Linked DNA regions of Sus scrofa: region 2 is linked to region 1. A link is a contact called in public Hi-C data. All regions are on one chromosome and are shown on one strand. The core of a region is the stretch at or near the end of the contact, and the rest is flanking DNA. Distances in the headings are between cores, read along the strand shown.

What was found. A called contact is a pair of places that touch in the nucleus more often than the background predicts.
Region 2: a contact with region 1 is called in a Hi-C map of liver, with 5 times the contacts expected there. The contact joins the promoter of EVI5L here to the promoter of ZNF414 in region 1. A contact is called at or near these places in 2 of 47 Hi-C or Micro-C datasets (heart right ventricle and liver).

Annotation. Positions count from the first base shown.
Region 1 is chr2:70,791,823-70,798,485 of Sscrofa11.1, forward strand. It overlaps ZNF414 (zinc finger protein 414), which reads left to right and starts at 4,042. Exons shown (of 8, transcript XM_021083890.1): 1 at 4,042-5,125; 2 at 5,839-6,151; 3 at 6,473-6,580. The coding sequence starts at 5,123. It overlaps MYO1F (unconventional myosin-If), which reads left to right. Exons shown (of 27, transcript XR_002341669.1): 27 at 660-1,116.
Region 2 is chr2:71,362,282-71,369,915 of Sscrofa11.1, forward strand. EVI5L (EVI5-like protein) reads right to left here and starts at 3,555. Exons shown (of 19, transcript XM_013994706.2): 1 at 3,372-3,555.

The DNA.
Region 1 (6,663 bases), core at 2,792-5,291:
AAGGATCCAGCATTACCATGAGCTGTGGTGAAGGTTGCAGACCTGGCTTAGATCTGGCATTGCTGTGGCTGTGGTTTAGGCTGGCAGCTGTAGCTCCAATTAGACCCCTAGCCTGGGAAACTCCATATGCTGTGGGTGGGGCCCTTAAAAGATAAAAAAAAAAAAAAAAAAGCCACCTTGGGAGCCTGGCCTCAGTGCATCACACTCAGTACCCCAGCTTCATTTTTCTCACCTGTCAAGCACATGCTAATAGCAGACACTACCTTGTGAGTTGGAAGTGGGCCATGTCTGGATGGCCCGAGGCACCTCCAACCTTACCCCTGGGCTGCCCCCGAGAGGAGCCTAGGACTCAGCAGCACCCTCTGGAGGTGGGTGGGGGAGCCCCATAGGGGGTCATTCCTGGGTCCACTGTTGGGATTAGGGGGAGGGACCAACAAGAGCAGTGGATGAGGAAAGAGCACAAGTGAACAGACTAGAAAATGACCGAGTGTGAGCCAGTGGCAAGGAAAATCCACGTGTTACTCCCTCCCTTCCGTCTGTCACCTCTTTTCAGCCTCTGCTTTATGCCAGGCCAGTGAAGACGCATAAGACAGACACAGAGCCATCAGGAAGGCTTTGTCCAGGGTGAGATGGGTCTCACACTCTCTTCTCCCCCACAGATTCCTCAGGCTGGTGGAAAGGGCGGCTGCACGGTCAGGAAGGCCTCTTCCCAGGAAACTATGTGGAGAAAATCTGAGTGGGGCAGGGGCCTGCCCTCCCACCTGCCTGCCTGCCCAGGAGCCAGGCCTTGCAATGCAGATCTCTCGTTCCCCTTGACTGCACTGGCCAGAAGGTCCAGTCCTGTGGCCTCCAGCCCAGCCTAGCCCAGGTGCTGGGTCTGGGGTCACCACTGCAGCCGCCCCCAGGCCCTGGCCTCCCCCACATCACACTGGTTTCCTCCTATGTCAAACAGGGCTAACAGCAGAACCTACCTCCCAGCCGCCTTGTCAGTAGGAAATGAATTGTGTCCCACAGGCCAAGTGCAGGGCATAGTCGGGGGAGGAGGGCTTGACAAGCATGACTTCCCTCCTTCCCTCATCACTGAGGCAATAAATGTTTGCTGAGTGAAAACATGAATTAACTTGAGTTCCCGTTGTCATACAGCGGAAATGAATCTGACTAGTATTCATGAGGACTCGGATTCGATCCCCAGCCTTGCTCAGTGGGTTGAGGATTTGGCGTTGCTGCGAGCTGTGCTGTAGGTCCTAGATGCAGCTCGGATCTGGTGTTGCTGCAGCTGTGATGTAGGCTGGCTGCTGCAGCTCAGATTCAGTTCCTAGCCTGGGGACTTCCATATGCCTTGGGTGAAGCCAAAGAAAAAAAGAAAACATGAATTAACTTACTGAGCACCAAAAACAAGGACTATGTTCCCATAACCTGTGAGGTAGCAAATGCTCCCATTTTACAGATGGAAAAATGGAGGCCAGGAGAGGTTTAGTCACTCACCCGAGATTCCACAGAGCCAAGTTATGAAATTGCTCCCTCCCCCCCAAAGCTTGAGTTTATCTCACTTGCCAGCTTCCAGAAGCTGAATGCCAGGTTTCTTGCAGAAAATTATCTGGTGTGTCCTGTCGGCTTTGAATCTGCCCCCTGCAAACTCAGCTGGGACCCAACTGGGCCTTGAGGATGGAGGCAGGTCCCACATGGCCCCCTGGATCCACCCTGAATCCCCTCTGGTCCCTACCCCATTGCTGTGTTTTCCTAGCCCTCACTCACCTAGGCTCAGGACTGGTTCTGACACTCCAAGACCTTGGCTTTCTGCACTTCTTGTCGTGGTGAAGGGGATCAGCTTGGCTACCAGTGCCCTCCAGCTGTCTCCTGATCCCCCCAGCTGTCTCCAAACCAGAGCTGGAATCTGAGCATTTCAAACCTCCCTGCAGGTGCAGCTGGAACCTTAGGTCTGAGCCTAAGGATCCTGACCCCTTCTGTGCTCAGCCCCACAAAGAGCAGCCACTCTGGGAGAGATGCAGCCAGATTGGTGGGGTCAGGACTGAGCCAGAAAAGGGATGGGCTGGAGCGGGGAGGAGGGGGGAATGCAGAGAGGTATGGGCATTGCTAGAGGAACCACGAAGGAGGAAAAGGGGCAGTCTCAGCAGATTTCAATGGCAAATACCACACACAGTAACCTACACTGTGATGGGAGGACTCCCACCCAACTGGAGGACAGAAGAAAAGGCATCAAAGAAAGACTAGTCAGCAGAGCCTTCTGCAGGACTTGTACCTTCCTGGGAAGCTGTGCATGGCTGGAAAAAAAGCCCCAGTTTTTACAACTAGGTCCCGAGAGCCGTTTTATTAGCCAACCATTATACAAAAGCATTTAACCATTCCCTTCTACGTCCCCGGTTCCCTCCGTATCTGATTTTTGCTCCTCCACTGCCCAGCCACCACTGTGTGTCTCTCTCTGCAAGACCCCTGTTGGAGGAGAGACTGCTGGAGAACTGCAGGAACCACAACTTCATCAGCTGAGGATTTCCTGATGCTGAAGAGGAATGAGGGCTTCTGTCTCCCTTCTCTGCCCTAGAACTCAACATGCTGGCTGCCCACCTCCTGGCACTTTAGGGTACAGCCTTGTGGCCCCACTGTGGGAGCAGGCACCCCATTTGCAGGAAGTAGGACCTTTCCGGCAACACAGATGGGGTGTGGTTTGGGCAGGGCACTGGGGATGGGAGTGGGTTTGATATCTTCTAACAGACAGCCTCTCACATCTAGGTTAGAGCATCTTCAGACTGCAAACCTCAGTCACCTTGCCCCCCACCCCCACTCAGCAACATCCTGTTTGCTCTTACAAAATTTCTAAAGTCCGGCCCCACCTCTCCCTTTCCTGGTTCCCTGTCCTTTCTGAAACCTTACCCCACCCTTCCCCAGATTGCAACAACCTCCCCCCCAAAACCCGCGCACACACACACACACACTCCTCCACCCTGCATCAAAATTGTTTTTTAAATTAATGATTTTTAACCATATTAATGATAATCAAAAGAAAAGGTTTTTTTGGAGTTCCCATCTTGGCTCAGCGGAAACAAATCTGACTAGCATCCATGAGGACTCAGGTTCAATCCCTGGCCTTGCTCAGTGGGTTAAGAATCCAGCGTTGCCATGAGCTGTGGTGTAAGTCGCAGACGTGGTTTGGATCCCAAGTTGCTGTGGCTGTGGCTGTGGCCATGGCTGCCAGCCGTAGCTCTGATTAGACCCCAGCCTAGGAACCTCTATATGCCGTGGGTGTGGACCTAAAAAGACAAAAAAAAAAAAAAAAAAAAAAGCAAAAAAGTAGATACATCCTACGTACATAGACAGAAACACAATATTCATAAAGGCTACACTTGCCTAGAACTCAACAAACACTTCCTGAACAGTTAAATAATGTATTACAGACATCAGAGATCAAAGATCCACTTTATTGTCCCACAATGACCCATCCTCCAAATGACAATGGGTAATTAGATGGTGTTAAAAATTCATGCTTAGGAGTTCCGTCGTGGCCCAGTGGTTAACGAATCCGACTAGGAACCATGAGGTTGCGGGTTCGATCCCTGCCCTCGCTCAGTGGGTTAATGATCCGGCATTGCCGTGAGCTGTGGTGTAGGTTGCAGATGCGGCTCGGATCCTGCGTTGCTGTGGCTCTGGCGTAGGCTGGCAGCTACAGCTCCGATTGGACCCCTAGCCTGGCAACCTCCATATGCTGCGAGAGCGGCCCAAGAAATAGCAAAAAGACAAAAAAAAAAAAAAAAAAAAAAAAAATTCATGCCTAGAATATAGACCACATTCCTCTTTCTACAGTTCGCAAGGGCCCTTCATGACCCTCCTTGCACCTTGTCCATGTCCATTTTCTTTCCTGTTATTTATTTATTTATTTATTTTTGCTTCTTAGGGCTGCACCTGCAGCATATGGAAGTTCCCAGGCTAGGGGTCTAATCGGCGCTCTAGCCGCTGGCCACAGCCACACAGGATCCAAGCCATGTCTGCAACCTACACCGTAGCTCAGGGCAACGTTGGATCCCTAGCCCACTGAGCAAGGCCAGGGATCGAACCTGCGTCTTCATGAATACTAGTTGCGTTCATTAACCACTAAGCCACGATGGAACTCCTGTCCATTTTCTGACCTCCACTCGCTGCCTCCACTCTGCTCCAGCAATGCGCTGATAGCCTCACTGTTTCTTGAAAAAGACAAGATTTGTTCCTCCCCAACTCAAGCCACATGCACCAGCTTTCCATTCTTTTCAGAGCGCTATGGTCCCCAGACCTTCTACTGGCTCACTCTTTTTTGACCATCAGGTGACAGCTCAGATGTCACCTCACAGAGAAGCTTGACACACAACCTTCTGGGGGGTTTTCCTTTCTATATGAAGGTGTTTCCTTAATATAAGATGGTTTTCTGCATTTGTTGATTCATTGTTTCCCCATATTAAAACGTGAGCGGCCCCTGGTAACTGGGATGTTGGTCTGTTCTGTTCATTTTTGGGTCCCCAGTGCCTAGCAAACTGTAGGCACTCAAGGAATGGAGTTTGGGTTAGGTGATTCATTCCACACCAGTACATCCAGGGCTCTCCATACGTCTTCCTGAGGACGGTTAGCTTGCTTCCCGTCCTTGGCTATCTCAACGGACCCATTCCAACTTCAGAACTAAGCGCACTGAAAAATTTGACGGCCACTGTCAATTTCCTTACGAAGAGGCGGCTCACCAAACACGACATCTTTGAAAAAGAAAACCGTTTTTTATCCCCCTTCGAGGTATGGTGACGGTACGTGAGAGAATGAAGATGCTCATTTTGCAGAGAAAACTGAGGCCCAGGAAGCTTTTAATCCCATATCTCTGCGCACAGACTGTGCTAAATCTGCCCGATAGAACCGTCCTCGGCTTGCAAATCCACGCCGGCCCTACTTCGGCTTTCAAAGGAAAACCCGGGTGTCAGGCCCCGCCCCCTCGCAGGGCACAGCCAGCAGGCCCCGCCTCCGTTCTCGCGAGATCTGGAAGGCGGAAAAATGGCGCTGACGTGAGCACGAGCCTGCGGCCACCGAAGGAATCAGTGCAGCTTTAGCTGGAGCTGTCGGAGCCGAGGGAACAGGAGGCAGAATCGGGGCGAGGATGGTGAGCGCGGCGACGGGGACGCGGACGCGGCGAGCCAGCGGGGACTGGCGGGAAGCCGCCCGGTAGCGCTCACAGCCTACGGCCGACCCCGCCCCCACATCCGGGCACTCGCTCGCCGCTGGCTGTCACTAGGGGCGCACCCTACCCCCTACTTCCGGGTCTGGCTTCTACTGGGCCACGCCCACAGCTCTCGGGCACCGCCCCTGATCTTTATACAGTCGCCCCCCCCCCCCCCAGCCCAGCACCTCCAGTTCACCTGCATATCTCGAGCCCGGCTGATAGATATATTTCCTTCCTCAAAAATCTACTTGGCCTTTTGTGGTCCCTCCAGCATCTTCTTAGTCGCACCCTGTTCAGAGCCCCATCTTTCTCCACTCCCTTCCCCTGGGCGGGCCTCCCACCTTTCCAGGTTAGGGTCTAAGGCATGCTTCTTTCATATGGGTGATTCCTGAACAGGTACCCCCTTATACATTTGGGACAACTTGGCTCCCTCCCAGAGAATGGGGGCACAGGAGGCAGGAGCCAAATCCACCCTCACCCCCTGCCCTCCATTTATGGTGACTCCTTAGGATGGCGGCTGACTGGGTGATGTCTCTGGGACATTGGCTGCTTCAGGAATGCCTAGTGGTCTTGGTGGGGTGGAGGGGTGCCCCTGGCTGGCCCAAGCAGACCCTGGGCCCAGAGGGGTTCTCCCCACCTCTTCCTTCCACCAGGAGGAGGAACCCTCAGGGCCCAGCCCAGACATGCCGGCCACTGCAGAGTCCAGCTCCAGTGAGACCGACAAGGAGGTGCTGTCCCCAGTTATGGCTGCTGTAGCCACCTCCTCTTCCATGGGGGAGGAGCCAGCCTCTGACCAGGCAGCCACACCCCCGGTGTGGGAACGTGGAGGGTCTGGAGGGACCCAGCAGCGTGCCTCCCCAGCCCCAGACAGTGGCCATCCTGGCCCTGGACCCAGCGTTGGCCCGATCAGCACTGTCTCCGGAAAGAGTGAGGACCTGCGGCCTCCCAGACGACGCCCACCACCAGGTGACCTGTGTAGAAGCCTTCTGGGGGAATCACTCCTGGAACAATAGGAGTGAAGAATACAGAATATCTCCAGACTTGGGGCCCATCTAGAGGGAATCGCCAGTCACTGAGCACCAAATGTATGCCAGGCTGTGGATACAGTGAGGAGCCAGGCAACTCAGCTCCTACCCTCTGGCAGTTTAGGCCCTACCCACTAGTGGGGGAGGCAGAGGGTAAAGGCCCCAGTAAGAAACCATAGGGTAATTCCAGTCCCATAAATGCCCTGGACAGCATGGATGGAAAAGGGACAGTGACAACCCCTCCTTTTTGTGCATCCTGCAGGGAAGCAGATACCCTGCTCCAGCCCTGGCTGCTGTCTGAGTTTCCCCAGCGTTCGAGACCTGGCACAGCATCTGCGTACCCACTGCCCACCCACACAGTCCCTGGAAGGTAGGGCCAGGGTAGGTGGTGGGGAGTCAGGTTAGGGCAGCAGGCAGGCAGAGCCTCCTGACTAGTCTTGGCCACTCCTCTCC
Region 2 (7,634 bases), core at 2,305-4,804, 570 kb after region 1:
AGCCCCCAATACCGATCCTTTATGAGGAAGCATCCTGCAGCGTGTGCATTGTAGATTGCGTTTGGGGCATGAAGGTTGATAGGAAGAAACCCATCAAATGAGGCGCACTTTCCAACATGTACCACACTTGCTCCTGCTGCCTGGGCCCCTGTCCAAGCGCCTCGGCTGCCTGGAACAGCCTTCCCTGCCACGCCTGCCTGGAGAGCTCCTCTCTCAGCCCATACGTCATCCCTGCTCCACCTCCCCTGATGCTCCAGGGATGCGCAGGGCCCTTTGCTCTGTTCTCATGGCATGCTGTACATTAATCTGTCTCCCGCTTCCACACAGGACGTGATGCTGAGGAACGGGCAGTTCCTCTGGGTTGTTTGCAGGGTTAAATGAGATAATACGTAAATGGGGCCTAGCTTGCAGCACGATCTGCTCAGCGTGCCCTCCTGGTTTAAGCTCTTGTCTCCTGATGTTGAGAGGGTCTCTAGATGTAGGGCAGGGGCCACACCTGACATTCCTTCGTCCCCCAGCCTCCTCACTGGCTTCCCCATATGTGGTGGGGGCCTCACCTGGAATAACCAGCACCTACATTCTGTAAGAGGAAATTGAGATCATGATCCTTTGTGCCCCTTGCATGATCAAAAGCACATACACAGGGGCACGGACCTGGACCCCAGGTCTAGGGTAAAAGGTCACTGATATGGTTCATAAGCCCTCCCTGGGAGCCTGCTTGTATTTTCCTAAGGAGTTCACAGTCTACCTCTGGGAGCCTTCTGACCCCACCACATCTGCATAAAGTCCCCCCTGGGGAGGCTGTGGAGTTTGTTTCCTGCATGCCTCGTGACCTTCAGGAATGAATCTCCTTGTTCCCTCCTCCCTGCAGCACGTGGGGTGTGGGCACTGCCAGCAAGCAGGCCCCTGACTACCCTCTGTCCCCCTGGGAGGTCTCTGTGTGGCCACAAATCCCACAACAGACCATCTCTCAAATTGGCTTCCTGAGGTACAGCTCAGCCATGGAAAGGCAGCCATTACCTGCTGAGGCATCAGCTAATTACAACCAGGGGTCCAGGCTGGCCAGTGACTTTGCCAGCATCCAGAGATGGGCAACTGCCCTCCTGGACCCTACTGACCCCTTCCATGTGATGCTCAGGGGACATTCAGGGCCAGGGCCTAACCTTGATGGCTCCCCTGAGGTACAAAGTGCTGGTCTCAGGACTTCTCTCCCCATTTTCCAGATGGGTAAATTGAGGCCCCAAGCCAAGATGCACTTTCCCCCAGAGCCATCCAGCATCCACTGGGGAATATCCACAAAGAAGCCTGGGCTTGTTTCTCTGGGGTTTCCCAGGCACGTTGATATTAGCCAAAGGAGTCCAGACAGGCAGCACTGATCTGGATTCCCCTCAGGCGGGACCTGGGGCTTCTCCTCACTCCTTGTGGTCCTGGCAGTACTGTCTCGCCAGTTCTGTGATCTGCTTTCCTCTCTGCCTTGCCTTGTCTCTGTGCCAGGGCCAAACCACCTGCAGTCGAGCACAGAAGCCCAGGGGAGCCCACAGGTTGGACCTGAGGGCGAGGGCTGTGGAGGGAACAGGACGGGCAGGAAGAGCCAGAACACCTGGGAAGACTCACGGACTCGGGTTTTCCAGCTCCATCCCAGCCGGGCTGAGGGAAAAGACCAAGCCGACTACTCACTCGGGTTCCACCCGAGCCTCTTCAGCACATTTTTCCCTTCTGGAAATATTCCTTAACAAAGAGCTGTCAGCTTCTGGCAGGCCCAAACCCAGCCCCACCGGGTCCCAGATGCCAGGATAGAAGGAAGCTGTTTCATTTTGGCATGATACGCTGGTCGTGGGTGAAAGAGCTCCCGTGGCTGTCAGGGGCTGTCCCTGGGTAGCAGTGCTGGCCCTGCCATCTGAGGCTAGCGGGAGTGATGGGGTTAGGATGCTGGTCCTACCCGTCTGGTCAGACTCCAAGACCGGGGCCAGGAGCAGTCTGTACCCCCAGCCCTCTACCAGGGGTGGCATAAATCAGGAGGCAGACAGTGGTTCTTTTGGGGACACTGGTGTAGGAGGGAGAATGAGCATCCTTCCTTTTGAAGAAGGGCAAAGTGGTGAGAAATAGACAAGGGGGAAGAGGCCTAGGGCAGGTGTCCACCAGGGTACTGGGAGATTCTGGGTCACTCTGCCACCTCCAGGACCCCAGAGAGGGAGTGGGCTAGGGAGGTTGGTGTGTTGGGAAGGCTGGGTAGCTGCCTGAGTCTCTGCCTGAGCTGGGAGCTCTTGGTCCAAGGAGGAGGCATGCTAAAGCGCTGAAGAGCCCTGTGAATGTGGGTGTGTTGGGAGAGGGTCCCAGTTGCCTGGGTCTGTGTTGAGGATAAAAGTGTCTGACCCTGTGTGTGTGTGTCCATGTCAGGGGCTCCTGAATGTCTGTGTGTGAGGGGTCCAGGGTCTGTCCGTATGAGTTGTTGGGGGTATATGGGTACTGATTTGTTGGGTCCCAGGTGTGTGTGGCATGCGCACACCTGAATGTGTGAGTGGGGCCCTCTGAAAGGTGTGTGTCCTTAGGTGGGGGAGGGGGTTCAGAACATCTGTAGGGAGGTCCTGAGCATGAGGTGAAGGTGGATTTTCAGGAAGCAGTGATCAAGACAAGTCAAGATCAGGGCTGTATGTGGAGCTATTGGAGTGTGCTGAAAGACCCCAGGAGTGGCTTTCAGGGGTGCCCTTGGCCATGGGGCTGCTGGGAGTGGCAGATGGGCAATCAGGCTGAGGTGAGGCCTGTGAGCAGAAATCCTGATTTACAGAGACTGGAGAGGGGGGTCCTGTGGGGTCAGAAGGCTCCAAGGCTGGTATCCTTGGGGATGGGGGTACGTCTGAGCCCAGAGATAGGATGTGAAGTGAGGGGAGGGACGGCGTGGCAAGGGGGTCTACAGATGAGAGGGGAACCTGAGGGGTTGGGACAGAGGGAGGGCGGGGGTCCTCCGCTTCCTGGAGGGCGCTTGTAGGGGGCGGGTCTGCGGGGTGGGGGCAGAGGGAGCCCTGAAGAGACCGGGAAGGGGTCCTGAGGGTCAGTAGAGAGGGTGGTCAGGGGTTACGGGCCCGAGGAAGCTTCTGGGGAGGGGGCTGCGCCGCGGAGGAGGACGCCCGGAGGTGTCGGAGGTGTCGGGGAAGGGCCCCTGAGGGTCGGGAAGCGTCGGGAACGAGGGTGGGCAGGGGCCGGGGCCCGAGGTTGACGGCCAGGGTCCGTGCTAGGAGTGCCAAGGGGTCCCAGCGCGGGTTCTGGGGAGAGGGGGCCCTGAGTCCCGATCTTGCCCGGCCCCCGCGGGCCGCAGCGCGGAGCCGCGGGCCTGAGAAGGCGCCTGGGAGGCCTGGCCCGCGCCGCCTACCTACCTGCGCCGAGCGCGCCGCCATCGCCGTGCCGAGCCTAGCCGTCCCCGGCCGCGCCGCCGGATCCCCGCCGCGCCGCTCACCCCGCAGCCCCGGCCCGGCCCCTTCAGCCGCCCCCCGGGACCGCGGCCGCCGCCGGCTCCGCCGCTGCCATTTCACCCGCTGACAGGAGCCGCTGCCCCACCCCCGAGGCCCAGTCAGCCAATTCGCCGCCCCAAGGAACTCCGGCTCCGCCCATTGGCCAGGAGTGACGGTGTTCCTGGCCAATCCGTGCACATTCCGTAAGGAGGGCCCTGGCTACGGCCAGAAGGTTGACTCCTTTAAGGAGAGAAGCGAATTAAACTTAGGGAAGCAGTGAGGGACGGGTGGTTTTGCCTATCGGAATGTGGAATCCTGGTGATCAACACATGGCAGGGCCAATAGCGAGGAGAGAGGGGTGTGTCTCTGAGGGAAGGCTGAGTCCCTAAGGAACCCCAGACAGGGGCAGGCAAGCGTTTGGGTCTAAGCCCCGCCCAGAACCGGGCTTTTTGGCCCAATAACGAGACGTCCTGGGACGGCCATTATTATCTGCCCCTCAAACCTTGGCCATGGCAACTGTTGGGCCTCTATAAAGAAGAATGACACCCAGGGAGCCAATGACACTGAAGGAGGGCGGTGAAGGGACGCTCTCTGGCCAATGAGTTCGTGAGATTGATCTGAGGTTGGCCTCCGGGGCGGTGGGGCTTGGGGCTTGAGGCTTGGAGTGAATGAAATAGGGGCGGGGCTGAGAGGGGCGTGGCCTAGATCATCGTTGGGGCGGGGGCAGATAAGGTAGAGGCTAAAGGGTTGGGTCCGGGAAGGGGGGTTGCCAGAAATCCCTAAGGCGGCGGGGAGGTGGTGGGACTGCAGCTTCACTAACTCCAACTCGGTGCTAGCGGTGGGGCTTTTGGGGTTGGGGTGTCACACCAAAGACTCAGGCAGGTCCCCTGCCCTCGTCTAGTCAGGGTTAAGTATATTCTCTGAGGCTGAGAATCTTGTTCCCGCATTAAACTCTGAGCACGCTTTTATCCTTGCTTGGGACACGGCCCTCCCATCCCCCACCCCATCTAGACGGGGTGTGTGTGGAATGCAGGACCTAGGTCAGGTCTCCTCGGGATCCCCAGCGTTTCTGAGAAGGGGCCCAGCCCATGGGAACTGCTTGTAACTGATGAATGAGCGAATGGCAGGCCAAGACCCTATCAACAGGAAAAGGAAGTTTAGGGGACGATCAAAACAGGCTGGCCCCTTGTGGGGCATTAGAAGCAGTTACTGATAGCCGGCAAGACTTAGCAAAAATGACACATTTCCACCTGTCACAGAAGAGAGAGTGACACGGTAAGTTCACAATGGAGGCTGGAAGTGGGGAGACGGACATGGAAACGAGAGGGCTGGAACCCAGAGTGGGGAGTGTCAGGACCTTCTGAGGTTTGAGGTCTCAACCTTCTAAATAGTGGGTAGGGGGGGTTCTTCTGGTTTGGGGAACAATGAATGACACCCAGCCACATTCCCTGCCTCTGTCCATCTGTCGCTGCATCTTTCTACACTCTGTACCATCTACAGTGTGTCTGTCTCCTCTCTCTGTCCCTGTTTCCTCTCTTAATATGTCTACCTACACCTTCTCTGCCCCTGTCTACACTCCCTCTCCCTATGTCTTCCTTCCCTCCCTCTCTCTTACTATCTACACTGCATCTATTAAAATTCTGTAACTGCAAAGAAAAGCCTCAAAACATATTTCTAAAAACTTGGTGGTAAAAATAAATATAATGCATTCCTTCTCTCCCACATGCCCATATCCCCAATATCCTATTATTATTATTATTTTTTTGTCTTTTTGTCTTTTGTTGTTGTTGTTGTTGTTGTTGTTGTTGTTGTTGCTATTTCTTGGGCCGCTCCCGCGGCATATGGAGTTTCCCAGGCTAGGGGTTGAATCGGAGCTGTAGCCACCGCCCTACGCCAGAGCCACAGCAACGCGGGATCCGAGCCACGTCTGCAACCTACACCACAGCTCATGGCAACGCCGGATCGTTAACCCACTAAGCAAGGGCAGGGACCGAACCCGCAACCTCATGGTTCCTAGTCGGATTCGTTAACCACTGCGCCACGACGGGAAATCCCTATTATTTTTTTTTAAAGAACGTTCCTTTGACTCCCTTTTTTTTCCTCTTTTGCTTTTTAGGGCCGCACCTGCAGCATATGGAGATTCCCAGTCTAGGGGTCTCATTGGAGCTACAGCTGCAGGCTTACACCACAGCCACAGCAACACCAGATCCACTGAGTGAGGACAGGGATCAAATCCCCAACCTCATGGTTCCTAGTTGGATTTATTTCCACTGTGCCACTACGGGAACTCCTGCCTCCCTTCTTTTATTTAAACATTTTATTTTATTTCATTTTTTGTCTTTTCTAGGGCCACACCCTCGGCATATGGATTTTCCCAGGCTAGGGGTCCAATAGGAGCTGTAGCTGCCGGCCTATGCCACAGCCACAGCAACCCGGGATCCTTAACCCACTGAGCAAGGCCAGGGATTGAACCTGAAACCTCATGGTTCCTAGTCGGATTCCTTAACCACTGAGCCACGACGGGAACTCCTGGCCACCCTTCTTTTAAAGCCAGCTTATGTGCTGGACATTTCATAGTGCTGACAAAGTCAGAGGGTGATCTTGGATTTGCAGAGTATGAGGCTGAAGTGAATCTCGTGGACCTTGTCCCCATTCCTGGGTGGACTTGGGAGCTGGGGAGGGGCCCTGTGGACATGATTGGAGATGGGATGCATGGTGTTAAATCAGGAAGGCAAGAGGGACACCAGTGTGTGGTGAGGGCCAAGTCATCACTATGGGACAAACTCTGACAACCTGGCTGCCCATGGTCCCTCAGTGTGGAAGTGCTGAGGAACCATAATAAAGGACAAAATCTTGGGGTTCGACCTCAGGGCAGAAGAGTTTGGTGTGAGCCACAACTACCAAGGAACAGAAAAACCTGGACTGCTCCTGGAGTTGGGAGACAGAGAGGCCTCAGAGGCACAAGCCTGGGTGGGGTCCAGGGCTGCACAGAAAGAGGTCATGGCCAGATTGTTTTGGGGGGCTTTCTTAGAAACTAGTGGTGTCTAGTGTCTGGGGAATAAAATTAAACACCAGGAAGATACACAGGGCATTTGACCCTCTCACACCCACCCTGCCATTTTCACACAAAGGATGGTTTTATTCTGGAGATGCTTTGATTCCATTTTTATAAGCACAGTGGGGGAAAAAATCCAACACATTTCTGTTGGAAAAGACGTTTGAATCCTAAGCTGCATTTAGCCAATTAGATTCCTGGATCACTTTGCTATTCGGTGTACTTAAACCCTTCCCAAGTGTATTTTTTTTTTTTCCTCCCATGTTTTTACTTGATTGAAATCATTTTTATCAGGAACATCTTTTTCCATGTGATTTTTGCAGTAAACATTTGATTCATTAATTGGGCTCTTTCTGTCCAATTGTTACCAACTGTCAATTCTACCTCCATGGTTGTTTTTTTTTTGTTTGTTTGTTTTGTTTGTTTTGTTTTTTAGTGGATGTCATTTCTTCAGAGTCAAATTTTGCACATTTAAATGTATTAAAATACTCTTCTCTCAGTATTTATCAGATAACAAGTTTTAGCACAAGCAAAATGTTTTTCTGGACTAAACTAAAATTTGTTTGTTGTGAATATTGATTAATGTGGGCTCAGAACTGATACTTGCTCTTTTTTTCTTTTCTTGGCTGCCCCATGGCTTATGGAGCTCTGAGCCAGGGATTGGATCCAAGCCTCAATTGTGACCTATGACGAAGCTTCCACAAAGATGCATCCTTTAACCCACTGTGCCGTGCCAGGGATTGAACCTGCATCTTGGCGATAAGAGATGCTGCCTATCCCATTGTGCCACAGTGGGAACTCCCTCATATTTTGTCTCATAAAGAGCCAAAAAGGGCACAATATAGGTAGTACTCCTATGAAGAAGTGGAGTCTATTTCCCTATCACTTGAATCTGAACTGGCTTTGTTGCTTGTTCAGACCAATAGAATGCATCAAAAGTGATGCCGGGCTAGTTCTGAGCCTAGACCTTAAGAGGCATTGAAACTTCTGCTCTTGGTGGTGGGATTTTATTTTATTTTTTATTTTTTGTCTTTTTGCCATTTCTTGTGCCACTCCCGTGCCATATGGAGGTTCCCCAGCTAGGGGTCGAACTGGAGCTGTAGCCACCAGCCTACACCACAGCCACAGCAACG